Linked DNA regions of Ovis aries: region 2 is linked to region 1. A link is a contact called in public Hi-C data. All regions are on one chromosome and are shown on one strand. Each heading gives the region's core, a stretch centred on a gene start, on an enhancer-like site or on the middle of the called end of the contact. The rest is flanking DNA. Distances are from core to core; before and after follow the strand shown.

Region 1 (6,617 bases), core at 2,060-4,559:
TCTTGTCATCAGACCCACTGCTTGAGAGAAGCTGGAAACGGAAATCTTGGGTACAGCCACCTGATTTATTTTTTGGCCGCGCCGGGTCTTCATTGCTACATGTGGGATCCTTAGTTGTGACATGTGAGCTCTTAATTGCACCACGTGGGATCTAGCTCCGCGACCAGGGATCAAACCCGTCCCCCCTCCCCACCCCGAATTGGGAGCACAGAGTCTTAGCCACTGCACCACCTTAGGAAGTCCCCAGCCACCTGATTTCAAACATTTCATTTTCTTTCAAATGCAGCTCTCTGCTTTTTGTTCTAGACTAAGGCATCCACTCCTCTTTGGTGATCTTTAACCTAATTCTGAAGCTGAAGCTCCAATACTTTGGCCACCTAATGCGAAGAACTCACTCACTGGAAAAGACCCTGAGGCTGGGAAAGATTGAGGGCAGGAGGAGAAGGGGACAACAGAGGATGAGATGGTTGGATGGCATCACTGACTCAATGGACATGAGTCTGAGTAGGCTCCAGGAGTTGGTGATGGACAGGGAGGCCTGGCATCCTGCAGGCCATGGGGTCAAAAGAGTCGGGACACAGCTGAGCAACTGAACTGAACCAAACCGCACTGTGCATTTGAACACATCTAATTATCCTGAAGGTAGGTTTATCTAGTCTTAAAGAAGCAAATTCGCATGGGATTTAGAAAGACGGTAATGATAACCCTGTATGCGAGACAGCAAAAGAGACACAGATGTATAGAACAGTCTTTTGGACTCTGTGGGAGAGGGCGAGGGTGGGATGACTTGGGAGAATGGCATTGAAACATGTATAATATCATATGTGAAACAGATCTCCAGTCCAGGTTCGATGCATGATACAGGATGCTTGGGGCTGGTGCACTGGGATGACCCAGAGGGAAGGGATAGGGAGGGAGGTGGGCGGGGGGTTCAGGATGGGGAACACGTGTACACCTGTGGTGGATTCATGTCGATGTATGGCAAAACCATTACAATACTGTAAAATAATTAGCCTCCAATTAAAATAAATAAATTTATATTAAAAAAAAAAAGAAGCAAATTCACAAACTAAAGAGAATTCTTAGCTTCAGGAGCTGTGGGGGTATGAGGAAGATGTCAGAAGTGCAGGGTCTATGCCGGAATCAACCTAAGGGGAAGTGTGACCTGATCTTCATCAGCAGAGCCTGCGTGACTGTCCTTTGCTCCAGTGCCCAAGACCCTTGGAAGCACAACCTGTTTCCTCCTTGGACAGTAAAAGCCTTGCAGACAACAGACAGCGGGGGAAGGGGGTGGCTGGTGGCTCAGCTCCAGGAGCACGTGGCTGATGAACTTGTGTAAAAGGTCAGAGTGCGAGGGCAGAGACCGCCACAAGGTCATGGAAACGGGCAACACGATGCATCATGGACGGGTTTTCCTTTGTAGGCATTGAGACAACTGTCTTTGCTGAAGCCAGCCTTGGTCACATGCACAAGGAGACTGGCCCAGCATGCTTCCAACAAGGGAGATGGCAGCGTTCCCCTCCAGGATGAAGACACGGAAGGCTTCGTGTCTTGGCCCATTCCTTTGCAGAGTGACATGAAAGCCTTATTGAACAAATACTGAACTCTGGTCTAATCCCAAATGCTCAGGTATTTAGAGAAAAATGAAGTCAAATTGAGATGCAAAGGGAATTCCCTGGTGGTGCAGTGGTTAGAACTTGGTGCTTTCACTGCCGAGCAGCGGACGCGGGTTCGATCCCTGGTCGGGGAACTAAGATCCCACAAGGCAGGAGGCGCGGCCACAGAGACTCACGGAGGCAGGGCGGTGCTCGTCACGCTCCTTTCTATGACATCTTTCGCTCTGAACAGCAGCTATGAAGCTCCGTCCACAGTGAACCGGCCTGGGCTCTGGTCTTCCATGGACGGCACTTTGTGAAGGGCTCCTGGCTTCCTGCTCCGGTCTGCCCACTGAACCCCACAGAGAAGGGACAGAATTCTGATCTCACCCCGTGTCTCCACTGCTTCCACTCCACCCTGTGGAGCAGCAGCCTGCGAAGTGTGTTTGCCACTGAAACCGACTCCTGACCTGGCAGATGGCCCACCTGCCACGCTTTCATTAAGGAGCTGGGCGGCGGCCCGGGGGGACCCAGCCCTGCGTGACTAAAGATGCACCATTTCAAAAGTGACTTCTCTTTGGATTCTCCACCAGAGTAGAAGATGAATTCACAAAGGGCACGGAGTCTGAGAGTCTGGGCTACCTGGATTTTTACTGTTCCTAATTTGTAGCCTGAACACAACAGAGCTATACTGTGGGTTTCTTATTTTGCCAAGTGTATCAACGTGCAACTGGAAACAATAAAGCAACTCAGGGGAAAAAAAGTATGTTCTCCTAGGTTCCCAACTATTAAGAGAGGTAAAATTTTCTCCTTAAATATCCTCTGCAGAATCTCCATAGTTCACGTGGGCAGTGAGGGGGACATACACCTCGGAGGCCTAGCGCAGGTGGGTCCCTGGACTTGGGTGGCCTTGGTGGGAATATTAACTAGGTAACGGGAGGATGAAGCTGAGGGGCACTGAGCCCCAGCCGGGGTCATGGGGGTGGGGAGGGATATCCCATAGGAAACTCTCTGGCTAAGGCCCTCTGGGGCACCACCTGCACCCCTGGACATTTTTACAGGGCACCATTTTTAGAAGTATTCAGAGGAGGTTTAAATTGTTAAAACTTTCTTCTCATGTGGCTAATTAAGTCTACCCTAAAATATTGAGAGATAGATACTAGGTGTTAGGCAGGATAAAGGTTCCCCAAAGATGCCCACCTTCTAACTCCTGGAACCTGTGGGTATCTGACTCAGTGTGGCCGGGGCATTATTAGATTGTGGTAGAACTGAGGCTGCTGACCATCTGATGGTAACATCAGGCCAGCCTGGAGTGTCTGGTGGGCCCAGCAGTCACAGGGGCCCAGAGACGAGGCAAAGAGTCAGAGGGAGACGGAAGCCTGAGCTGTGGGCTTTGAAGACACAGGAAGAGGCCATCAGCTAGGGATCGTGGGCGCCTCGGGAAGCTGGGAAAGGTCAGGAAACCACCCCTCCCCTGGAACCTCCAGCAGGCATGCGCCCCTGCGGACACCCTGGTTTCAGGCCAGCAAGACCCATTTTGGACTCCTGGCGTATGGACTGCAAGGGGACAGCTCTGTGTCACGCTGAGCCTCTAGGTCCGCAGTGCTTTGTTAGGGCAGCACAGAAGCGGATTCACACGCCTTTAATAACGAGGCGGCCGCGCCTCCCTCCCGAGAACACGCCCTCCCTCCTTGCCTCCCTGACGTCAGGCTGGTTCATCCTTGCAGGGCGCTCACACTGGCTGACAGGGCCCTGAGCCTGCAGCCCCACACAGGCCCTTCTCAGCCGGCATCAAGTCAGAGCACGCACGCCCCCCAGCGGCAGGCTCTGCGGATCGCTTCATGGAGAATGCCCATCGCAGTCACGAGGATTTGAGATGGGGCTCACAGTAGCTTTGAGAAACAGCCCAGACGTACTATTTCAGTCAATCCACCAAAAAATATAATAGTAATGATGATAATGAGAGTTGTTAGTCACTCAGTCCTGTCTGACTCTGAGACCCTATGGACTGCAGCCCGCCAGGCTCCTCTGTCCATGGGACTCTCCAGGCAAGAATACTGGAGTGGGTTGCCATGCCCTTCTCCAGGGGATCTTCCTGACCCAGGGGTCGAATGGGCATCTCCTGCACTGGAGGCAGACTCTTCACCACGGAGCCAGTCACCAGGGAAGCCCAGGGATGAGGATACTAATAACACTTTCTAATGCTGTTTTACAGTTTGCTAACAGCCATCCCATTGCTGATTCCACCTAATCTGTGGCAACTGAGCACTGAGACCCAAAGAGTCCGGGATGAAAGGGGAATCAGGAGACGCCTGACCGGCCCCTCACCCAGCGGCACGCACGAAGGAACATGCACAAAGCCACCTGACCTCAGAGAAAGCGGCATGCGCAGCCTCGGAGAGGAACTCCCATCCACGACGCGCCCGAGGATCTGTATTTGAAAATTTATTGACATGGTTTCCCACAAGGACTGCAGTTGAAGGATCCGTGAAGCGTGTCTGTCTGGAGAGAGAGAGAGTGGCCCCGAGAACGTCAGTGCTGCCCAGGTCCTGGAGCCGCTGCTGGGGGGCCGGGGGACGCGCCGCATCCACTACAGGAACCTGATCCCAGCTCCAAACTGGACGCCGTCACAGATCCTGGAAAACAAAGCGCTTTCTCTTAAGACAGGAAGTCAACGCTCGGGTCTGCCCTGCTCACCCCGCTGCTGTCGGATCCAGAGACGTGCACGGCTCAAACACAAGGCCCACAGCCCTGCCTCTCAGGAGGCCCGGGCCCTCCTGGCTGCTCGGCCTCACCCGCTGGCCCTGGCTGCTCCCTCCTCTGCCTTTGGAGGACGGACGAGGGAACGAAACGGGAGACACAAATCCCCCTCCCTGCTTCCTCCTCTACTCCTGTTTCCCCAGTCCTGACCCAACTGGAGACAACAAGAGGACCTCGGAGCAAAACAGTCACCAACAACAAAACTCTGGTGGGGGCGGTGGAGGTGGTGGGGGGAAGCTTTGTTTGTTTCTAAGGCTACCAGGATGTCCCAGGGAGGTCGGGGAGGGAGCTGGGAGGGCAAAACCAGAGGAGTCCCAGGGTCTGGCAACAGCAGAACCCACAGCCCCGCAGGGTTTGTCCCAACCACCTCTTTGCTCCTCTCGCAGGAAAGACACAGGAGGTCACGTAGGTTGCAGCATCTGCCACCCACCGAAACTTTCGCAGGTTCCCTTCTGTGCACTGTTGATCACCAGCTGACAGGCCCCTGGGCCCAAGTTCAGATGGGCAAGCAGGCCGAGCAGCGAGGAGGCGGCTGTGCTCACGGCAGGGTCCTGGGAGCCGAGCTCCGCACCCAGATGCACGCGTGCCCGAGGGCCTGGCCATGTCCATGACGGCCTGGCCCCTGCCCTGGCCACACACAGACTGAGAATCACCAGCCGAGGTGCGTTCCTGGGACCCCCCAGCGATGTCAGTACCCACCAGGCCAAGAACCGGCCCCGGGCACGGAAGGTGGTCTCCCACGCTGTCCACCTGCTGGCCAGGCTCAGAGGCAGGACCAGGGCTGTATGGTCCTGGGGTCACAACACCAGGAAGCAGAAGATTCCAGCGAAAGCAGAGTTCCAAATCCCAACCGGCAGTTGACGATGTGTTTGTGGAACACGGCGTGTTTTTGCAAGTTCTGACAGTTTCCAGAAAAACTGGACAAGAGCAGCCCCCTCATTCAGAGGAGAGCTGACGGTGCACTGCCAAGACACCTGCACCTCGCCCTCCCCGCCCCTAGAACTTAAGACGCAGGAGAGCAGACAGATAGCGGTTTTCAGCCTGAGTGAGCAGGGGACAAAATAACCTGATCAATTAAGAGACTCGACACAGAGAATCACTGCTGTTGCCACTGACCGCCTGCAGGGTCAAGGGTGCTCACTGACCGACGGCATCAGCAGAAGTCACCTGACTGGAAGGGGCGGCCACAGTCCAGCCCCAACGTGACCCTGAGTAAACCTCACCGCCGTCCTTAAATGGCAAAGACCCACAATCAGGACCGCGGCTGTGTGTGCACAGCTTAATTCCGCTGAGATCCAAACAACGTGTCTTTACCTTTTATATTTTCGGGTCCATAAAAGGGGGACCAATGCCTACATTCGCTATTTAGGAAAGTGTCTGAAAATAGGCTACAAGATAAAAATAAGTCAAGTCCTAGGTTTACATGGTTCAGAAACAAGCAGGCATTCCAATAAAGGCTCGTTTACTTGAACTATATAAACAGATTAAACAGCTTTACAAGCGCATGTTTATGTTCAGAGACCGTATGAACGTGTCACAGGAAAGATACTCGCTACACATACCCAGAACGGTGTCGCTGATGCCAGGAGCGTGCAGACAGCCTCACCAATCACCCGTCATCCTATTCTGTGTCTCCTGTAAGTTGTAAGTCTGTAACTCAGGAGGCGCCTCAGAAATCCCCTGTGTCTTCAGTCGCCCCCTCCCGCTGGCACGGTCTCCGGCCCTGCAGGGTCCCCTAGCATCACGCTCCCATCCTCCCCGTGCAGGCCCCGGGCCTGAATCTGGCACGGGCAACTCAGCGGGAGGCAGGCTGACGAGGGCCAGAACTCAGAGACCCTGGTGTGTGCCCGAGGGGAAAAGGCCAGAGGAGACGGGAGGGGACGAGAGTGCCCGGAACTTAGTCCCTGCCCAACATCAAGGGCCACCCCACGCCTCGCTTCTGCCCCTGCAGAAGGGGTGCAAGCTGGTGCCCGCAGGCATCTCCTGCATCTGCCCCCTGGCTCCAGCTGTCCTTCCAGAAGTTTCCAGTCAGGTATCACCCCCTCCAGGAGGCCCTCTCACACCCTCAGCAGCCGCCACGACCCGCTTCCTGTCCTCCTCCGTCACTGACCACACGCTGCCCTCCCAGGCAGAGCCGCCCGAGTCCCCAGCGGGTCTCCAGGGACCTCCATCAGCAGGGCACAGAGTGGTCGCATCAGAGCTCAGAGGCAACGGTGTCCTGTGTCACCTCCGGTACAAAACGCACCAAGCGTTTCACTATGG
Region 2 (6,617 bases), core at 1,757-4,256, 520 kb before region 1:
CAGGGTGACAATATACAGCCTTGATGTACTCCTTTTCCTATTTGGAAGCAGTCTGTTGTTCCATGTCCAGTTCTAACTGTTGCTTCCTGACCTGCATATAGGTTTCTCAAGAGGCAGGTCAGGTGGTCTGGGATTCCCATCTCTTTCAGAATTTTCCACAGTTGATTGTGATCCACACAGTCAAAGGCTTTGGCATAGCCAATAAAGCAGAAATAGATATTAAAAAAAAAAAGAAATAGATATATTTCTGGAACTCTCTTGCTTTTTCAATGATCCAGTAGATGTTGGCAATTTGATCTCTGGTTCCTCTGTCTTTTCTAAAATCAGCTTGAACATCTGGAAGTTATTGGGTGTGAAACAATTTGACAGACATTTAATGCGGAAGATGAAAAACCAATGCCAGGAGGGGGCATGGCTAAGTGCAAAGAGCCAGGGCCTCACAGTGGAAGCTGTGGGTTCTAATTCTGCCTCGGTTGCCTCATCTTTGAAATGGGAATGAAATGAGTACCTGGCTCACGTCCAGGTCAGCAAGATATAGACGGTGGCCCCTCAGGGGCCTTCCACTCATAGGATGGTGGTGAGGAGGACATCAGTTAATCAAGGTAAAGCAGCTTGTGCTCAAGCCTCCCATCCCCTGTGACCCTCAAGACCTGAAGGTCAATCCCCTTCACCCCATCCCCCTGCCCCAGGCAGCAGGGCACATGGGGACAAGCAGACAGTGTCTAGCTCCCAGAGGAGACACGGGAGAAGGTGAGCCCATCATTGGGAAGGGGGTGTCTGTGCCCAGGGCTTCTGCCAAGCCCTGCTCCCTGAGGGCCCAGGACCACATCCCCGGGCGCTGGGAGGGGGTAGGGATGGGTGATGGAGCCAGGAGACCCTGGCTGTGGGCTTCTCAGGGTTGAGATGACAGCACCTGGATCTGGGGGGCTGACCTGAGGTCTCTGGGATGCTGTGTCTGGGCTTTCTCTGAGCCAGCGCTTGAACCTGGCCCCTCGGCAGTGAAAGGGCAGAGTTCGAACCACTGGACCGCCAGGGAAGTTGTTTTCTTTAAAAGCTGGCCTTGGTATTTCTGTGGGGGGGGGGTCATCAATTTGCATCCTGCGTCCCATCTCTGCTTAGAAATCTTCCTCTCGTCCTCCAGGACTGGCCACTTCGGGGAGGTGCCCGCAGCCTCTGTGTCCACCAGCTGTCACCTCGTCGTGGCCACTGGGTTGAAGCAGGTCAAGAAGGGGGCAGAGACTGACCAGTGAGGCCTGTCAGGCCCCTGGAGCAGGGTCCACGCCCTGGCTTCCGTGGCGGGTGGGCTGCGGAGGTGACCGCGGCCCCCAGCCCTGCCAGCTTCCCACAGCTGCTTCCTTCCCGGGCGCCTACAGGAACCCCGCCCTCCCGGCTGCCCCCAGGACAGGTGTGGACGCGCCCCTCTGGCTGACCCTGCCCCAGGGGCTCAGGGCCTTTGTGGAGCGCCCTGAGGGAAGCCTGGAAGCAGAAACAGCCCGCCTCCCTGTCCCCAGCTCACAGAGTTCTCACTGTGCGACTCTCCCAGCGCAGTTTGTAATCTATAGTAAGCGCTCAGGAAACAGATTTTCTGAATGTGATGACCTGGTCGGGGCCCCTGTCTCTTCCAGAGCCTGATGGTCGCCTGGCGAGAGGTCACTTTGTCTGACATTTTTCTACATCCCCAGCCCCAGGCCAGCCCCAGTGCTGAGGACATGAGGCAAACAGGGCCAGTGGGTGAGCAGATGAGTGGCTGGGGCCTCTCGGAGATGGGCCCCCGGCTCTGCTGGGGGCTGGGGGATCTCTCGGCCTCCTGGAACTGGCTGCGGGGCTCCGGCCCTGGCCTCCTTCCATCTGGAAGCAGAGCTGGGTATCCCCTAGTGGGAGGCCCTGGGCCTCCGAAGTGGGGAGAGGTTCTGAGACCCATAGATCCTGACAAACCCCATCTGTCCTCAGCCTCCAAGCCACGTGGCTGCTGGATGGGACATGTAATTTAAAAAAGGTTTCTCTTGTTAAGTGGAAACTTCTGCCTGGCACAGAGAAATAAATGATGTTAATGAAGTCCAGGAGCCCAGTGCGTTTGATCTGCTGCTGTTCTGGGAGGAGGCAGGAGGGGCTTTAGACCAGGGAACAGCGCATCCCCCCAAAGGCGGGCCTGCAGGGCGCCAGGCTGTGAGAGGCAATGACGCGGTGGCCAGTCAGGGCCGTGTCCTCCGTGGTCCTCCCAGTGCCCTCGTTTATGGTTTAGGAAGCCAGAGCTATAGATCTGGCTCTGTGGACTTCTTAGAACAGGCAGCACCCACCCGCAGGCCCCTAGGCACCCCGACACTGACCCCACAGGCCAGGAGGAGACGGTGCCCAGGGTGCCGGTGTCGTGGGCAGAGAAACACACGCTCATCCTCCTGGGCTGTCTGAGGAATGGCTCTCAGGCCGGGGGACCTCCTTCCTGTTTCGAGTCGACAGCATCACAGGTGATAACACGTGTGTGTGTGAGGGATGCTGACAGGGGAAGTGTGGTACTTCTGGGGAGAATGTTCTTGTTGTTTAGTTGCTAGGTCATGTCCGGCGCTTTGTGACCCCAGGGACTGCAGCACGCCAGGCTTTTCTGTCCACCACCATCTCCTGGAGCTCACCCATGTTCAGGCCCACTGAATCAGGGATGCTACCCAGCCATGTCATCCTCTGCCGCCCCCTTCTCCTTTTGCCTTCAATCTTTCCCAGCATCAGGGTCTCTTCCAAAGAGTCAGCTCTTCGCATCAGGTGACCCAAGTACTGGAGCTTCAGCTTCCGCATCAGTCCTTCCAGGAGTATTCAGGAGAGAGTGTAAGCGGCTACAGTCTTGTTGGAGGCCTGTTTTGTTGTCTGTTTCAGGGAGTGAGCTGACTCAGTAATTCCACTTCTGGAAACCCACGCTAAGGAAATATTCTGAAACTTAGGAAAAGCTTCACCCTGTTCATCAGAGGAGAAGACAGGCGCCATGTCAAAGCCCAGCAAAATGAATCATGAGGTGACTACACATCCCTTCTCTGGAATATGACGCATCCACTAGAATCTGGTTTGCAGTGTTTAAAGACACGGAAAAGTGCTTATGCGATCATAGTAAATTAAAACCCACTCAGATTCAAAATATTGTATGGGACGTCACTGAGGGTGCGCAAGCAATGCAGAGATGGAGAGAAGACCTCAGCGCAGCATGTCCTGTTGCTCTCCGTGGTGGGCTTTGGGTCCTGACAATGTGGGAAGTTTCTGTTCTTGCTAGTTTTCCAACTTAGCATGTTCCCATCGTCTGGTAAGTAATGTGTATTATTTTTGGACTTCCTTAGTGGAGAAGGCAATGGCAATCCACTCCAGTACTCTTGCCTGGAAAATCCCATGGACGGGGGAGCCTGGTGGGCTGCCGTCCATGGGGTCGCACAGAGTCGGACACGACTGAAGTGACTTAGCAGCAGCAGCAGCAGTAGTCCAGTGGTTAAGAATCTGTACTTTCCCTGCAGGGGGCGCTAGTTTGGTTCTTGGTCAGGGAACTAAGATTCCGCGTGCCCTGTGTTGCGTGCATGCGTCTGCATGCTTTGTGACAAAAAAAAAAAAAGAAAAAGAGAGAGAGAGAGAGAGAGAGAGAGAGAGAGAGAGAGCGCGAAATGGGTATTACTTTGATTGTGGGAGACCACATACGTGCAGTTACTCAGTGGACCAGGGGCAGTGACACCGCTGATTAAGGAAGCACCTGTTTTGCGTCCTATCCAAAGTAACTATGAAGCAGGCTGCCTACCGTGGTCTCTCGGCAAAGCGCCGCACTCCAGATGGAGAGCCTCGTTCACAGCGAAACATCTGAGAACTATCTCCCCGTCGCTCACGTGCTCAGTATCTGCTGCTGTCTCTGGCACTCCAAGACTGCTTCCCATTCTTCTCCCTACATCTCCCACCCCCTGGTCCAAGCCCCTTCTGGGCTCCCCTCGCTGGGTCTGCTCAGCTCAAATCGAGCCAACCTCTCCAGCTTCTGTCTCTGTCTGCCCATTTCACAGATTCTGCTGCTGAAAGAAGCTCGGAGATCTGGGTGGAGGAGATGAGCAGTTTGCAAACAATTGTAATAGCTGTGTGTATTTTGCCCTGACACCCTGGCCACAAGGAATCATTAAAAAAAAAAAAACAAAATTAAGATAACACTCTGATCCCTTCAGAGCCAGCCTTTACAGCAGGTATCTTCTGGGGCCCTCGTCTCAGGTCCGATGCTCAGACCTACCAGGGTTTGCCCCTGCTTTGATCTCAGCCCTTCCTTTCCTCACTCCTCCAGGTTTCCAGCATGTGTTATTCTTTCTGCCCTCTCTCCCCGCTACGCCCCCGCTCCCCTTAGCTAGATGCGTCCATTTTTCCTTCTGGGTTTCAGACGAAAAAACACCTCCTGTAGGAAGCCCTCCCCGTCCCTCCCCATGGAGGCATCAGCTGAGGCATCGTCCTCATGGAGGTATCAGCTACATTTCCCTCCAGGCCTCTTGGTGAGAAGGAAGCGACTTTCGTTTAACTAAGCCCCTCAGCCATGGGCTTACTCTCCAGGCCGCCAGGGGATCCAAGCCCATGGCACGTTTGGTTGTTGTTTGGCCCTTCCATGTGGGGCGAGGTGCCAGGCGCATGGTAGGCGTTCAGAAAACATCTTCAGGAGGGCCCCTGGGAACACTCTGAAAATAAGCTTGCAGCCACTGACGGATGGATGAGGAGGCGCCCGACAGTGGTGATTCAAGCAGGGTGCCCTTTGAGGGGTCCTTGGTTCTTGTAGATGAGGGAGTGGCAGTCCTGGTTAAGGGATCCCAGCTCCAGAGGGAGCCACTCAGCTTGCAGGACCTCAGTTTGCCTTTCTGTGAAATGGGCACGATGACCCCTGCTCCGTACATCTTCCTCCCATATGTCTCCTTTACGCTCACACCACCGATACACTCTTATTGCTCCTGACTGTGCGTGGGTGTGTGTGGCGGGCTTTCCCCACACCAGGCAATTCTGTGACACCTACTGGGCATGCTATAGTTTGACTCGATTCTGACACTACGTGGAGATGGCATTAGACCCCACAGGTAAAGGGCTCAGCCCCATGAGACTGCTCCTCACCTTCAGAGGCTGATTACCAGTAGGCAGTCCCCAGGTTACAGCCCACAGCATGTGTCTGACTTGGCTGCAAATCTACCAATCAGAGGCTGCTGTGACCTCCTCCCCCTTGGATTTCACTGTCTGCTAGAACAGCTCCCAGAGCTCAGGGGAACACAGTGACCAGGTCATGAACGGGTATGGTAGAGGATACAGATGGACAGGCAGGTGAAGAGATACGCAGGGCGGGGTCTGTGAGCTTCTGTCCCCTTGGAGTTGGGGTGCATCACACCTTTGGTACCTGGATGTGTTTGCCCACCTGGAAGCTCCTCAGACTCCCCACTGTCGAAATTTTCTGGGGGCTTCCACAAGTGAGTGTTAGCAAGGATGAACTTCACTGGCCACACCATGCAGCCTGAGGGATCTTAGTTCCCCGAACAGGGATCCAACCTTTACTGGGGCCTGAGTCTTAACCACTGGGCTGCCAGCGGAGCCCCTGCCGTACTGTCTTGATACCCACAGCTTTGTTGTAAGCTTTGAAACCAGGAAATGGGGATCTTCTGACTTTGCTCTTCTTTTTCTCAATTTTTTGGCTTTTCAGGGTCCCTTGCTTTTTCATATGAATTTTGGGATCAATTTCTGCAAAACAGCCAGTTAGGGCCTGGAGAAGGTGGAGGTCCTTTATCTGGCGGGCAGTGGAAACCCACAGGGGAGTTCTGAGCTAGTGAGTGCCAAGGGGCAGCTTGGGTTTTGGGAAGACTGACCTCAGTGTGGGGAGGAGGGATTTGAGGGGATGGGTTAGATCCGAGAAGATGCAGGCAGAGCCGACAGGGAGTGGGGTGGGCTGAGGAGGGGAAGGGGGTTGCCTCTCCAGCAGAGCCAGCCCTGCCCCTGGCTTCCTGGCCTCCTGCTCTTCTCAGTACGGGCTCTTGGTGGGCGGGGGGCATGGGGAGGGGACTGGGCTGGGCGCTGGGACCCCTGGATTCAACTCTGCCCCTGTCTCTGCCCCACCATGGCCTGTCATGAACAATTTCCCAGGCCCCACCCTCCCCCATCTTTAAACAGAGTCACCAGTAGAACTGGAATGGCCTTGGGGACCCGTGAAGGCCCATACTCCATCCTGCAGATGGAAAGACTGAGGCCTCACGCGGTTCACGCCCACAAGCTTCCTTGCAGCTTTGGCTCTCTCTGGTTGGCCACTGAGCCCTTTCCCTGGGCCTTGAGAACAAACTATTTGCGAGCACACGGCTCATCAGACAGAGAGCTAAGGCACTGGTACCATGCCAGACGCTTGCCCGGGAAGATAAAATTGCCAAGCACCTTATTGTTCCAGGAACTTCCTGAAAACCCATTTATCTGAACTCTGGGCAAATTCCTCATCCTGAAGTGGCTGCTGGCTCCCCAGGAAGTGCTCAGAAAGCTGCCCCCCTTGCTGCGTCTGCCTGTCTAGGATGGCAGGTATGGGAGCCGCACCCAGCCAGTCTCTACTCGAGCCTAGACCCCAACCTTGAGAAGACCTGCCTTGACCTCCCCTTTCCAAGACGCTCCTG

Evidence for each region. Hi-C and Micro-C count contacts between places; a contact is called where the count stands out from the background.
Region 2: a contact with region 1 is called in a Hi-C map of skin fibroblasts, with 2.2 times the contacts expected there. The contact joins two enhancer-like sites. A contact is called at or near these places in 7 of 16 Hi-C or Micro-C datasets (blood, hypothalamus, liver and 4 more).

Annotation. Positions count from the first base shown.
Region 1 is chr3:220,606,518-220,613,134 of ARS-UI_Ramb_v3.0, reverse strand. SAMM50 (SAMM50 sorting and assembly machinery component) reads right to left here. Exons shown (of 15, transcript XM_004007040.5): 15 at 4,026-4,231. The coding sequence ends at 4,186. Among named protein-coding and RNA genes, the nearest start is that of PARVB, 27 kb to the left of the region's middle. Within about 2 kb of position 3,309, at least 15 of the 54 cell types and tissues checked have an H3K27ac peak or open chromatin away from gene starts, as enhancers often do.
Region 2 is chr3:221,129,055-221,135,671 of ARS-UI_Ramb_v3.0, reverse strand. LOC121819241 (a long non-coding RNA gene) reads left to right here. Exons shown (of 2, transcript XR_006059500.2): 2 at 2,866-6,617. Among named protein-coding and RNA genes, the nearest start is that of PRR5, 22 kb to the left of the region's middle. Within about 2 kb of position 3,006, at least 3 of the 54 cell types and tissues checked have an H3K27ac peak or open chromatin away from gene starts, as enhancers often do.